2 separate regions of the Mus musculus genome follow, and region 1 is linked to region 2. A link is a contact called in public HiChIP or PLAC-seq data. All regions are on one chromosome and are shown on one strand. The core of a region is the stretch at or near the end of the contact, and the rest is flanking DNA. Distances in the headings are between cores, read along the strand shown. Region 1 holds the start of Cdca4 (cell division cycle associated 4). Region 2 has its middle 15 kb from the start of Gm30298.

Evidence for each region. HiChIP or PLAC-seq counts read pairs in DNA pulled down with a chosen protein or histone mark.
Region 1: an H3K4me3 HiChIP or PLAC-seq map of the 230-238 cell line shows a contact between it and region 2, with 11 read pairs. The contact joins the promoter of Cdca4 here to the enhancer-like site in region 2. A contact is called at or near these places in 3 of 39 promoter capture datasets (the SN4741 cell line, cranial neural crest and embryonic stem cells), 10 of 115 datasets of contacts at active chromatin or transcription factors (the 230-238 cell line, the SCID.adh cell line, bone marrow-derived macrophages and 5 more) and 3 of 9 other capture datasets (adipose tissue, liver and pancreatic islet).

The regions. Positions count from the first base shown.
Region 1 is chr12:112,824,286-112,830,934 of GRCm38.p6, forward strand. Cdca4 (cell division cycle associated 4) reads right to left here and starts at 5,236. Exons shown (of 2, transcript NM_001359234.1): 1 at 5,021-5,236. Gm52009 (apical junction component 1 homolog) reads left to right here and starts at 4,416. Exons shown (of 2, transcript XM_030247054.1): 1 at 4,416-4,425; 2 at 4,723-5,991. The coding sequence starts at 4,416. The coding sequence ends at 5,507.
Region 2 is chr12:112,700,801-112,707,572 of GRCm38.p6, forward strand. No RefSeq gene overlaps it. Among named protein-coding and RNA genes, the nearest start is that of Gm30298, 15 kb to the left of the region's middle. Within about 2 kb of position 1,786, at least 64 of the 459 cell types and tissues checked have an H3K27ac peak or open chromatin away from gene starts, as enhancers often do. A contact at or near this core is called in the 230-238 cell line and pancreatic cancer cells, where this site is marked.

The sequences.
Region 1 (6,649 bases), core at 3,986-6,485, 130 kb after region 2:
GCCCTTGCTCCAGTAACTCCTACCCATGTTAACAAAAGCAACCCTGATTAAACTGAGGGTCATAAGACAAAAAACAAAAAAAATGAAAGATAAACATGCTTCAGAGACTCACACCTGGAGATGGCTCACAGTACACCAAAACCAGCAACACGTACTCATGAGCCCTGTATTCAAAAGGCAGGATCACTCGCATTAAAGGCCAGCCTGGGCTACACTAGCGTCCTGTCTTACTCCACAAATGGACAGCTTGGTCTGAGAGCAAAGTGTTTCTTTCTGTGTTCTAACTATCCCTAGGCCTAGGACTGGAAGCTTCTAGCCTCCATACAATCTAATCTTCCAAATTGACTGATTCAGTCCAGCTTCTTTCAGCTTCTAACTGAATTGCTCTGTTTGATCCTCATACTAACTTTGCCACTATGTTCTGATCTTCTGGCTCCTTCTCAACTTCCAACATGTTCTGTCTTTCCCTGTGTCTAGCTTGTTCTCTGCAACCTGCCTCTGTAAAATTACCATACACACATATCGCACCCCTCAGTGCTCAAGTAGCCTCTTTCCTGAGCTGTTCTCATGTGAATTGGGCGAATCTTACCTCCCATTCAACTCATCCTGTCAGATCTCTGATTCATCACTTTGTCTGCCCCTCAATTAGACATCACTTTCAAACATGGCTACTTCCATCTACAAAGTAACCTTACCTTTATTGTTAGGACTAAAGGTGTGTCCTAAGGGCTGGTCTATATTCCAGCTAGATCATATTGTAATCCAAGGTGTGTCTGCATTCCTAGACTGGATCACAGAGATCTAAAAGGTCTTTGGGTGGGATCCCTTGTCAGAGCAGTCATGTTGCTGGGTTAAAATCCCTCTATACCCCAAGTTCTTGTGCCTAAAAAAGAAGCCCAGAAGCACCCTAGAGCATGTGGTCTTACAAGAGAAAACACATAAATGCTGGCTGGAGCAGAGGAAACAACTCTGACCCATAATCTGCAATGACCAGCTCCCAAGACAGACCTACAAGAACAGCCTGGGAAACAGCAGGCTCTCCAGGACTCTAATCAGTAACAGCCCAACAAACACCCTATTAACCAGGATATAAAAAGCTAACAGCATCTCTGGTGCCATCTCAAGACTAACCAAAGAGGCAAATACTGACCACAGCCAATCACAGGATGTAAGAAATAAATTACAAAGCTGGGCAGGCTGGCAGCACTTGGGAGGCAGAGGCAGGCGGATTTCTGAGTTTGAGGCCAGCCTGGTCTACAGAGTGAGTTCCAGGACAGCCAGAGCTACACAGAGAAACCCTGTCTCGAAAAACCAAAATAAATTAAAAATTTAATTAATTAAAAAATAAATAAAGGTCTAATTTAAGTATGGTGTTTATTTAGGGCTAACTGGAGAATCAGAGACAAGTAGGAAGCACTGGGTTCCCTGTGTTTCCTGTGTAGTAGACAGCCCTGCTTCTCTAGGCCCTCTTAGTTCATTCTAAAGCTGGAAAGTTAATGTCTGCTATGTGACTGAGTCCACAGCAAGAAAAAGAGGGACTCTGGAGCCCCAGGATATCCATTAGATGAAGAGGTCACACTAGACAGGTGTGAAGATTTTATCTTTCTGGAGAACCAGTCGATTCGGAGACAAGGAGAGAATTGTAGTGTGTGGTGGTGTAACTAACTCTAACACCAAAGGCAGGTGGATCTCCATCAATTCAAGGGCAGCCTGGTCTACATACAAGCTCCAGGCCTGCCAAGGATACACAGTGAGATTCTCGTCTCAGAAAACGAAAAAGGCAGAAATTTTCACCAAGGACTTTAAAAAACATTTTTGTGCCAAACTGGGAAGCTATTTTTGCTGGCTGACATCTGTTTCTGCCAAATCATAAAATTAAAACTGCTTTACTTCTGCAAGTTTCGTAAATTTGCTTGTTACTCACAGGAGGTCTGTTTCTCATAGGAGATGTTCATCACCTAGTTAGCCCACCCCAGCCACCTCACTGCAAAGCTCTCCTCAAGGCTACTAGATAATGGTGAGAACTGGCCACAGAAGCCCTGCTACGCACACAGCCCCTGCCCATTCTCACTTGTTTAGCTGGTTATTTCCACAGCACACTAGACAGTCTCAAAGAGAACCAAAAAATCACAAAACAAAAATGTTCCACAAAGGCAGGTGTACGCCTTTAGTCCCAGCACTTTGGAGCCAGAGGCAGGCAGATTTCTGTGAGTCCAAGGACAGCCTGGTCTAGAGTGACTCCAGGGCTGTTATACAGAGAAACTTAAGACCCCAGGGGAAAAGCAGCAGCTCTACAATTCTAAGCACCCAGAGAAACCCTTCAGATTCCTCGTTCCTAGCCCTTTCTTCTCCCACTGTGCTGAGTCCACAGCAAGTTCTGTTTATCATGTCATATAGCAAGTGGATCATCCTGTCTGATAGGCCAGTGCCTACGTCCATGCACAAGCACACCAGGCAGTCTGCAGTCAGCACCATGTGGCTCCAGCCACAGACAAGGTTTTCTATTCCTGGTACTTTATTTCTGTACTCTTAACTTCTGGATTAGTAGTAGGGCAGAACCATTTTGAAGGCCCTTAATAAACACATCAAAAAACTGGTTTCTAAGAAGCATATGCCCTCACCATGTATATTTGCTATCAAACTACCCCTGATTTACTTTGTAAATTAAACACACTCCTCGCTGTGCCTTTTCCTTCGGGTATACACAACTTTTGCCAGCAGAGCTTTAACCAGCAAACGCTCCCTGTCTTGCCTCTGGCTCCTAAGTGCTGGGACTAAAGGCGTACACCTGCCTTTGTGGAACATTTTTGTTTTGTGATTTTTTGGTTCTTTCTTGTTCACCATCCTCACATGTAAAGATTTTAAACAAGGTGTCTGGAAACATCACTGACAGATGATAAAGGTTGGGTACCCAGAACTCACATGATGGCTTACAACTCCCTATACCTCCAGTTCCTTGGATCCAATGTCCTCTGTGGCCCCAGAAGGTATATATACACATGCACACCAATAAAAGTAAAATAATTAAGCCTGGAATGAAATGTACTCTTGTCTGCTTATCTGTCACTCTAGGACACAAGCCATAAGAGAACAGGATGGTGACAGAGTAGCTTCTAGAAAGACAGCAAGACGGAAGAGGGGGCTTGAGGGTGAAGGCCTACATCACCAGCACAGGTTGTGACTAGCCCTAATGGTACCTGCAAAGGGCTTTCCTACACCGCCTGGGCACAGCTTCCTCATGGCCACCTGTGTGCCTGACCTGATGTTGCTTAACCCTTCTAATGAAAGACGACAGGAAATTCTCCCTGCTAAGTTCTGTATAAATTACGTTCCACATCTCACACCTATTTCCAGATGGCCAGAATCGCTTTCCAAGTCTAGGTAAATGTCTGACATTCCTTCAGTCCAAAGCTAAGTCAAGGCACAATGGTGCCCTCCAATTTTCCCCACCCAAGCACTGGCTGAACAACAAGAGCCAGGCATTCTGGGGGCTCAGATAGTGTTGAGGCCGGTGGACAGTAAAGTGGAAGTGAGTGCTAACTACCCTACAACAACCTGAGGTAAAGAGACGGCCCAGGACTCCACAACCATCATATCTTGGAGCCGTCCTACCTCAGTGACCATGTGGGAGCAGCTTCCTGGGCTCTGACCATCCACTAGAGTCTTGGTTTTACCTGTGCAGATCTATGACAACCCAGGCTTGGATTGTAACCGCAAGCAAGCATTCATCTGGATGTTGGATTTTTTTAAGGAGAACCACAAGTTAATGGTTTCCAAGTTGGGCATGGTGGCAGACTTGGGAAGCAGAGAGAAGGAGAGTAAGGTTGTTTCTGGTTGCACTGTGAGTCTGAGGCCAACCTGGCCTGCAGGAAACCCTGTCTCAAAAACAAAACGAAAATCACAACTGTGTTAAAATACTTCCTCAAAGAGCAACTGGGGCGAGGGACTAGTTGGAAAAATCCTGGGGCCAGTGAACTTGATGGTCCTTTGATGGAGTTTATTGTCCCACTACGTCTGCTTCAGACTTTGTATCAGTGACCCTTGGAAGGATGTGGGGCTTTCTTATGCCTGCCTGCCTGCCTTCCTTTTAAGACTAGCACCTCTAAAATGGGGAGATTTCTGAATGCATTAGGTTGATGAGACAAACGACTATGCTTGCAGAAAACGTTTCCCAGAATCGTTTAGATCAGTGTCCAGCTCAGCTCTGCCATCTCGTATGTCAGATACAAAGGCCACCAGGAGGAAATACGCGGGTGCTGTACGTCTGTTTCAAGTGCTGGAAGAAGTCCCTTCCCTGGTGACCCTACCTAGGGGAGAAAAACTTTAGAAAAGGTTTCTGGAGGCTTTTTCTAGTTACAATTGGCCTCAGGACAGGCTAGCAAAGACAGAGCCCGGGTTCCGGCCAAGTTCCACCGATGCCAGGCAGTACCTACTAGGCCATAAATGATGAGTTTGGAAGGAAGTGGGGTCTACTGCAGTAGGGGAAGGGCAGGCAACACAAGACACTTCTCAAGGGAATGAAAATCCAAGAAACAAAGAAAAGAGCGCAAGGCCAACACTCACCAGGCGGGCGGCTGCACGGAGCCCACCCAGCCCTCCCGGAATCGGGAATCGGTCCCTGGCCAGCAGACAGACGGTTGGGGCTCGGCGCTGCTAAAAGCCAGGGAAGGTCCAGTCCCCCGAAACTGCGCACAGCAAGCGGCGGCCAGCTCGAAAGGTGAGGTGGAAGACCGACGCGGGGTGAACCAAAGAAGAGGGGACCGCGGAGAAAGGCAAGGCCACGGGAGGAAGAGAGAGCGGAAGCAGGGGAGCGTGGGCGGAGGGCGGGACGGCCAGCTCAGACCCGCCGCTCCGGCTCTCGGTATGTGTCACTCAACACGCCGCGGCGTCGTGAGCGCCGAAGGGCGGCCGGCGCAGGAAGCCCGAGGACCCTGAGGCCGCCCGACCGCCCCGGGGGTGCTCTGCGCCGACGCCGCCCATGCCGCAGAAGCTCGAAGGCGCAAACCAGCTACACACTTACCGGCGCCGCAAGGCAGACCCCGCCACTCCTTCGGGCACCCGGATCGGTCAGCGCCCACAAAGGGTCGCCATGGCGCCGCCGCACGAGCGCCGATTGGTGGCGTGCGGGGTGGAGCTTTGTTCAAACCCACGCAAGGCGGAGCCTCGCCGGCCGCGTCTCCCGCGCTTCGGCCTCAGCCGTTAGGCTCGCGCGCTGGGCCGCCCCGCCCCCGTTCCCAAGTCTCCCCGCGCCCCGCCCCGCCCCCGATCCCTTGTTTGTCGACGGCTCGACCCGTTCCCAGGGTTCCGCGCGCTCCGCTCCCAGGGTTCCGCGCGCCTGGCCACCGCCCCAGTTCCCAGGTCTCCTTGCGCCTGGCCCCGCCCCCAGGGTGCTTGCCGCGCCCCCTCGCGCCGGTGCCCGAGTCTCCTTCGTTATCCTGGCCCTCCTGACTCACAGCGGGGCGGTTAATGCCAGCCCTGGGCATGGCCGATGTCTACACCTTCTCTGAGACATAGAAGGGTTGAACGAGGCTCGGTGGTGGCATCCCTGAACAGGTCCTGGTTCGAGTTCCAACTGAGAAAAATTAAAATATAAGGTCCTGGTAGTGCACAAGATCTTAACGAGGACACCAAGTCCGGACGGCGTTGGTTGGGGGATGGAGTGAGGTGGGAAGGTGAGTGGATGCAGAATGTTCAGTGGGGATGCCACATTAGCACAGGGAGCAAGCTCGTTTGCTGGAAAAGACTGGAAACTCCTTCCGACCGGGACTTCTAATGAATGAGCGTTCGAGAGAAAAACCGGTGCCATAAGAGAAAGTATACGGCATACACATCACATCGTGTCTTTGTGGCTTCGTGGTTCACCTAAGCTCACTAATGCATTCCCATTCCTGGGCATACTTGCCCTTTATTTGATGGAAAGGCATGCCATCAAACTTTGACCTGGATACTAGCATGGTTTTTCTTTTGAATTACTATTATTTTTGGATTTACTTATCTGTGTGTGTCATTGTTTTGTCTGCATGTATGACTGTATTTCATGTTCGAGCCTACAAGTGATTGTGGGCTTCAGTGTGGGTGCTAACAACCTTATCAGGTCCTTTGTCAGAACAGCAAGTATTCTTAATCCCTGAGTGTCTTGAGTAAGCTAACGTGTAGTTAGTATAACAAGTAGTGTAACAAAAGTTATGTTTCATTATGCTGAGGGTCATTCACACTCTCAATTCCTATGTGGTCCTAAGCCTGTCTCCCCAACACTGCTCACCTGTCTAGGTATCTTAGCTGAAGGTCAGGTCCAGGCTCTAACATAAGTCTCTGATCCTGGAAGGTTCAGGATCCTAGGGAGACTCTCCAGCTGCAGGGCAAATCAGGGTGGCTTCTCTCCAGATGTGCAGGACAGAGCATTGTTCTTGGTCTCTGCTTACATACTGTCCAGTAGATATGGGGTACTAGGACTGTGTCTGACTATCTTGAGTGAGCGATGTCACTGGGTTCTGGTTGCCAGGTGCAGCCTTGGGTGTAGTGGGGTTCCTGACTACGCTATTTTTACATGTGGGTCCTAGGGATCTTAGGTTCGAGGCTTGGTGCTAAACTCCTGCTGAACCCCCTCAGCTCCATTTTCATTTCTTTCATCTCCTTTTTGGGTACTGGC
Region 2 (6,772 bases), core at 536-3,035:
TGAGCCACGAGGAGCTCACAGGGGCAGCTGATGTTTGGGGCCAAGTCAGAGCTCGATTCAAATGGGTGACATTTGAGCAGAACAGCTCGCCACCCTTCTAGCATCTTCCCGTGGGTCTACCGTTAGGACAACACCCAGAATCGGCATCCTCTCCCGCCGCTGACCCTCCTCTAGGTCTCTGGGCTCTTGTGGCAGCAGCCTGGGTACCGGCCGGGAACCACAGTAAAGCTTGTTCTTGCTCCGTTCCTGCCGCATCCAGAAGCTTCATGTCCTGCTCCGGAGTGAGCTGGAGCCGGGCAGCCTCCCAGACCCACACTCGCACCACACACTGCATTGTTTCTCTCGGGAGGGGGCACGTGTTGAGGCCATTTGTCTTTTACTTTGAGGGGAGGCGTAAGGGGAAGCCTAGCTGCATCTCCACCTGGGAAGTCTATCTGTCTCTCACACTCTGGTGCAGTCTGTCTAAGGGGTTTAATGGCTTGTCACCTCCCCAGGATCAGGTCCAAGTGAAGTGACACAGTAAAGGAGGGGACTCGAGAGACATGAGGGTAGTAAAGGCTCTGTAAACTGTTCTGACAGAAGACAAGAGGTGACCCGATCCTGAGACAAGGTCACCAGGGTGGGGTAATGCCACGTAGAGGGAAGGAATGTTTTTGTTTTTGTTTTTTTTTCTGATTGGCCATATTAATTGAGACTGAGGGAAAAACAAAGGTTAGTAACTTCATACCAGGCTTCAAAGGAGTGGTGGTTCACTCCAAAAAGATCACACACCCCACCCACATGATCTCACCTGTACTGCCAGCACCCAGGAGGCTATGGCAGGGGGCTCTTGAGTTTGAGACCAGCCCAGGCTTTGTTTATAAATAAACCAGAATGAGCATCTAGAACAGCTGCCATTGTTGATGGTCTATGATGGTCTACTGCCACATCAGGCCCACCCACCTGTGCATCACAGGCCCACCCACCTGTGCATCACAGGCCCACCCACCTGTGCATCACAGGCCCACCCACCTGTGCATCACAGACCCACCCACCTGTGCATTGAATCACACAGCAGCAAAGGGGTGTCTATGAGTTTCCTACTGCTACCAAAGCAAACCACCACAAACCCAGTCACTACAAATGACCACTTCATTCTCTTCTTCTGGAGACCAGAAGACTTGAGGCAATGGGTTGTAGGGTCGATCCTGCTGGAGGCTGTGGAGAGAATCTGTCTCCCTCCTTCCTAGAGGCTCCTTCCCAGGCCCTTCTTATAGATCACAGAGACAAGCATGGACTTCATGCCAGCTGTCACATATGTCCAACTTCAACACACTTTAGATCCACGGACTTAACCACAGGACATGCCCAAGAGTCACTAGAACCCTGTGAGAGGACTTGAGCCTTTTGTCACTTGATGCTCATGGTCTGTGATCTTAGAAACATGATGAGCCCCAGGGATTAAAGAGCGTCAATTTATGACTAGTATATAATAACCCCAGAAAGCCGGGCTGTTCTCCCCCCGGTCCACCTGGATAGTCGCCCATTGGTCCTGGGGGAGGCTTGGAAGGATGCCCACAGAGGACAGCAGTGACTTCCTAACTGTATCTCTTTCCTCAAGTCCAGCCTCTATGGTGGTTAAAGGGCTTTGCGTCTGTTCTAGTTTACTTTACATTGCTGTGATAAACACCATGACTAAAAACAACTCAGCTTACACTTCCAGGTCACAATCCACCCTTGAGAGAAGTCAGGGCAGTAACTCAAGCAGAAACCACAGACAAACGCTGCTTCCTGGCTTGCTCACTCTCTGACTCATACCTAGCTGGCTTCCTCATGCAATGCATACCCACCTGTCCTGGGATAGTGCTGCCAACAGTAGTTCTCCTTACATCTACCAGCCAAGCAAACTTCTTAGTGGTAAAGCTTGATCCATGTCCACACAGGCACTCCAATGGGTATGTAGTGACAATTTTGGAATTTTGGTTTCTTTCAAAACACAAAAATATTCTAAGAATCTAAGAATTTTCATATCCCAGGTGTGGGGACATGGGCTGCTTCAGGCTGTCCACAGCTGCTGACTGGTTTGCCCAGTGCTCTAGCAGGGGCGTGGTTTTGCCTGCTACAGATAGTTTTTGCAAGCGTGTGACATTTGAAACTTTGGGGACATTTAAGAGGGTATATAAATGAGTCCCAAGAGGCAGTGTGGGTTGTTGATTGGTTGGTGGTGGTCGCTGTTTGTTAAGTAGTCATAGAAGAGGAGGGGAAAGAGGAGGAGGAGGAGAGAGAGGAGGAAATTAGATATCTGATGGTGAAGATCAAACTTCCCGGACTCCCCCCAGGAACTTGGTGTCCTTAATCAACCCAGCAGGAAGTAATCTAATGATAACACTGCCTCCTTTCCCCTCCATTCTTCTTTCTCTCCTATCTAGTGATAGGGGATTGGAAGGGTGGAAGAAAAGGTTGCAAGGAAGAAGAACCCACAAAGTAGCAACACAGGTGCTACACAGTGGCTACATGGGTGCACTTACAAGAACACACAGCCTGTGCAGAGATCTCCCCTTAGTTTGACTTTACAAGAGCCTGACTCACAGGCTCCAACCAACACAGAGCAGTAGACTCATGTGTCCATGAGCACTTGGCTCATAGAGACTCCGCTCATGGGAGGCTGAGACCCTCATGTGGGGCAACCATGCCACCAGACAGAAGAACTGGTAAGGTCAAAGCAGATTTAAAAACCCCAGTAAATCTCAAAATTGAGAACAGCAGGCATTAGAGTCAGCTCCTGGCCAGACTATTGGTCCTGAAACATGTGACCACGACACACCACTAAGGGGACCATGACAACAGTCACCTAAACAGCACAAAAAACTAGAGTTCTCCATGCTAATGAGATGTCTAGATAGGCCCGAGTGTTTAGGCAACGAGCTTCCCTTCCTGGGCATCCCTTCCTGCAAAAGGTGTTCAATCTCTGGTCCACCCTGAGTAAGACTTATGCATTTTCTTTTTTTCTTTTTCTTTTCTTTTTTTTTTTTTTCTTTTTTTTGGTTTTTCGAGACAGGGTTTCTCTGTATAGCTCTGGCTGTCCTGGAACTCACTCTGTAGACCAGGCTGGCCTCGAACTCAGAAATCCGCCTGCCTCTGCCTCCCGAGTGCTGGGATTAAAGGCGTGTGCCACCACGCCCGGCTGACCTATGCATTTTCATCTGCCATGAATAATAGTTTGGATAAGCGAGGATTGTCTCCTTCATCAAAGACTGGGGAGGTCTTTGAAGAGCTGCACCCAGACCTCCCATAGATGGCCTCTCTTCCAGCCCCTCAGTACTTCTGGCACTCACTTGGAGATAAGCCAGATTCCACCCCATGGACCCTTGTTCCCAATTCCGTGAGGTCCCAGCAATGTCTGGGTGCACAGGAGAATGGGAACCCCTTTCTCAACTCCTCGAGTTTCCCACTGGCTCTGGGTACACAGGAGTTTGAGAAACACAGCACCCATCCCAGATCTCGCTGTTTCTCACCCAGAACAACATGGACTGGGGCCCCTATCCTAGACTGCACTCTGCCTTCCCAGAGCGACATTCAGGCAGTGCTCTGGCTCCCAACATCATGGCAGACCCGTGGCCTGTCGCCCCAGCACTCTGCCTTCCCAGGGCGGCACATCAGAGGTGTTCGGACACTCTCATTGTTGGCTGAGAGGTAGCAGAGGCTCTCTGGGCCTACGGAAAGCAAGTGTGCACAGCCGCAATCCAAGGGAAGGCCAGACACATCACAAGGCTTCGTCCCACGGTCAAGGCCACCATAGTTACTGATGCAGTGCTATGATCCGATATCTGACAGAAGCCACTTAGTAGAGGAAAGTTTGACTTTGTTCACAGACTTGGAGGGTTCAGTCCCTGAGGTAGTGAAGGCATGATGGGGCAGATTAGATCATGATGGAGGGAGGGATCGAAGAGGCTGCTCCCATTAAGGGCTATGGAGCAGAGGACAGGATGTACAACCTCCAGGATCCCCCCCCCAATGTCCTGTTGTTCTCAACCTGTGGGTTGCAGGGGAAAGGGGGAACGAACCGCCCCTTCACAAGGGTTGATCACATATCCGATATCCTGCATATCAGATATTTACATGACAATTCACTACAGTAGCAAATTTACAGTTATGAAGTAGCAACAACAAAACTAACTTAATGGTCGGGGGTCACCTCCGCATGAGGAACTGTATTAAAGAGTCACACAGCATTGGGAAGGTTGAGAACCACTGCTGTGTTCCTCACGCTGCACCTCAGTTCCACATCGGTTCCACAGCCTCATGAACGGTCCAAGCCCGTGGGGAGCACTTCCAGATCAAATGATAACATTGGCTCTGTGTACCTGGGGGCTGAAAGCTGATAGTGTCATGCATGTCCCCCAATGCCCCGATTCCTTCTCAGGAAGTCCCCTGGCCTTGGCCTTGGGACTTGCTCAAACAATGCAAAAGCCGGCTGCACAGTTGTACCCAGCCTGCATCTCTTACCTAGGACACGAGGGACAAAGGGTTATCACCACTATGGGGGTGAACAGCAACAGCTTCACTACCCAGATGACCCTGAATTCTCAAACCTGCCTTTCAGCACGTTCTGCCACCTCTGAAGGAACAAGCACCTTTACTGTCACACACAGTGACTGTCTGTGTCCCACTGTCCCTTCAGCAAGGTCACTGGGCCACCACCAGATGTTAACAACCCAGTCCCCAGGGCTGGAGAGATGGCTCAGCAGTTAAGAGCACTGGCTGCTCTTCCAGAGGTCCTGAGTTCAATTCCCAGCAACCACATGGTAGCTTACAACCATCTGTAATGGGGACTCGATGCCCTCTTCTGGTGTGTCTGAAGACAGTGACAGTGTACTCACATACATGAAATAAATAAATCTTAAAAAAAAAAAAGCCAACCCAGTCCTCCAAACCCATTCAGAAGATCTTTCTCCTGGGGCTCCTTCTGCACCCCAGGGCTAGCCAATGGGTACTTCTGGGAAGCAGTGTCCACCACAGACACTGGGGGCATTGTAGAGCTGTACTGCCTGGAGGTGTGATTAGATGGGTGAATGGAAGAGTGGATGGTCAGAGGGTAGATGAATGGATGGGCGGGAGAATGGCAAGAAGCATTCATTACTCAATGGCCCATTTTGCCTGTTCCCTACACAGTTTGCTAATCAATGAAGCTAGGAGTTTTGCAAAATAGTAACAGTTTATTCCTGAGTTGGCCAAACATGCTGCAGAGAGACTTACCAGGTGACAGATCAAGGTTCCTTCAGTGGAATCACTAGTAGTCACCTAAAAGCAAATAAGTAAGACTGGAAGGTGGCTCATCGGTTAGGAGCACTGCCTGCTCTTACAGAGAACTAGCTAGAATTCTATTCCTAGCACCCATGTGGCAATTCACAACCACCTGGAAGTCACCCTGGACCCTTCTGCAAGCACCATGCATGTCCGTGGTCCACATACATACACATGGGCAAACATTCACACACATAAATAAATATTAAGAAATAGTAATGAAAGCAAGCAACTAGCAGGTGCCATTGGGGAGCAAGAGCGGGTGGCTTACTCAAGCTTACCTTCCATCTCGGAAGGAAGAGAGGGAAGGCTGCCAAGGTGTCTTCGTAGGTGGATGTCAGGGGTTGGTCATATGAAAACATACTCTTGTGACTGGGGACTGGCTAGGGATGCTGCTGGAGCACAGAATGTGGGAGGCTTGGGTGGGATAGGCTGTCCAGACAATGTGGGTAAGGAGGTTTTGTACCTGTGGGTTGGAGCCGCGACTGCTGTGTTGGCAGAGGTGTTTAAGGAACTGTTGTAGGTGTCTTGCCAAGTGTGTTTGGAGTATATTGGAGTAGCTCATTTGGGGACTGAATAATTCCAGAAGGCCCTGGGCCCTGCTGGATAGGACTCATGAAGCAAGCAGATTTCTCTGGTCTAATTAAAAGTCAACGTTGTGTCAGCTGCTAACGGTGAGAGCATAGAGGGATAGTGTGGCTCCTGGGGACTTTCCAGCAAAAGGCCACAGACATGAATCCTGTCTGTGTGGTTTGATGTTGGCGCAGCACAGCAAGGTGGCCACATCCTCAAAGTGGCAGGATCTCACCAGGCTTCTAACCTCCTACTGCCTGGAGGAGAACATGGGCCAGCCAGAAGGCTCTCGAGGGGGTGTGGCCGCCTCGCAGGACTTCGCAAAAGGGGAGGTGCTATGGTCAAGGTTCGCCGTGAGCAAAAGGTTTTGTCCAGTTATGCGCCTGAGACATTGGATGGGATACCAGTTTATCTCAGTCCTGTCCAGTCGAAGCTCTAGCCAGGATCCTAACACAGAAAACCCTCTGCAGACCTAGCACATCCCTGCTCCGCGCCTTGCCCGAGTCCCAGTGGCCAGCGCGACCCCTGGCGGCGATACGGTGCAATTGCGCCACGCCCAGAGCTCTCTTTCTTTTGGATGGTGCTCCCCCTAGCTCCCTACAGTCTCCTCTCCAGTACTTCTCTCATGCACCCCTACTGTCTCGAGGGCCGCACTCTAGGGAGAATGTGAACGCCAATGAAATCTGCATTGGTCTGACGGCTCGAGAGACCCTGAGCACCCCGGACTCCGAAAGCGATAAGTTAGAATAGCAGCAGATGCCTGAGAGGGGGTTTGCGGAAGCTGAGGGGCTCGGAGCAGAGATAAGTCCTCACCTGAGGGGAATAACAGCATTAGCCAAGACCTGCTCTGCAGCAAGGAACCAAAGGGAGGGGACCGGATGAGGGACTGGAGGGAGGGGGGTCACCTAGAAGGTGG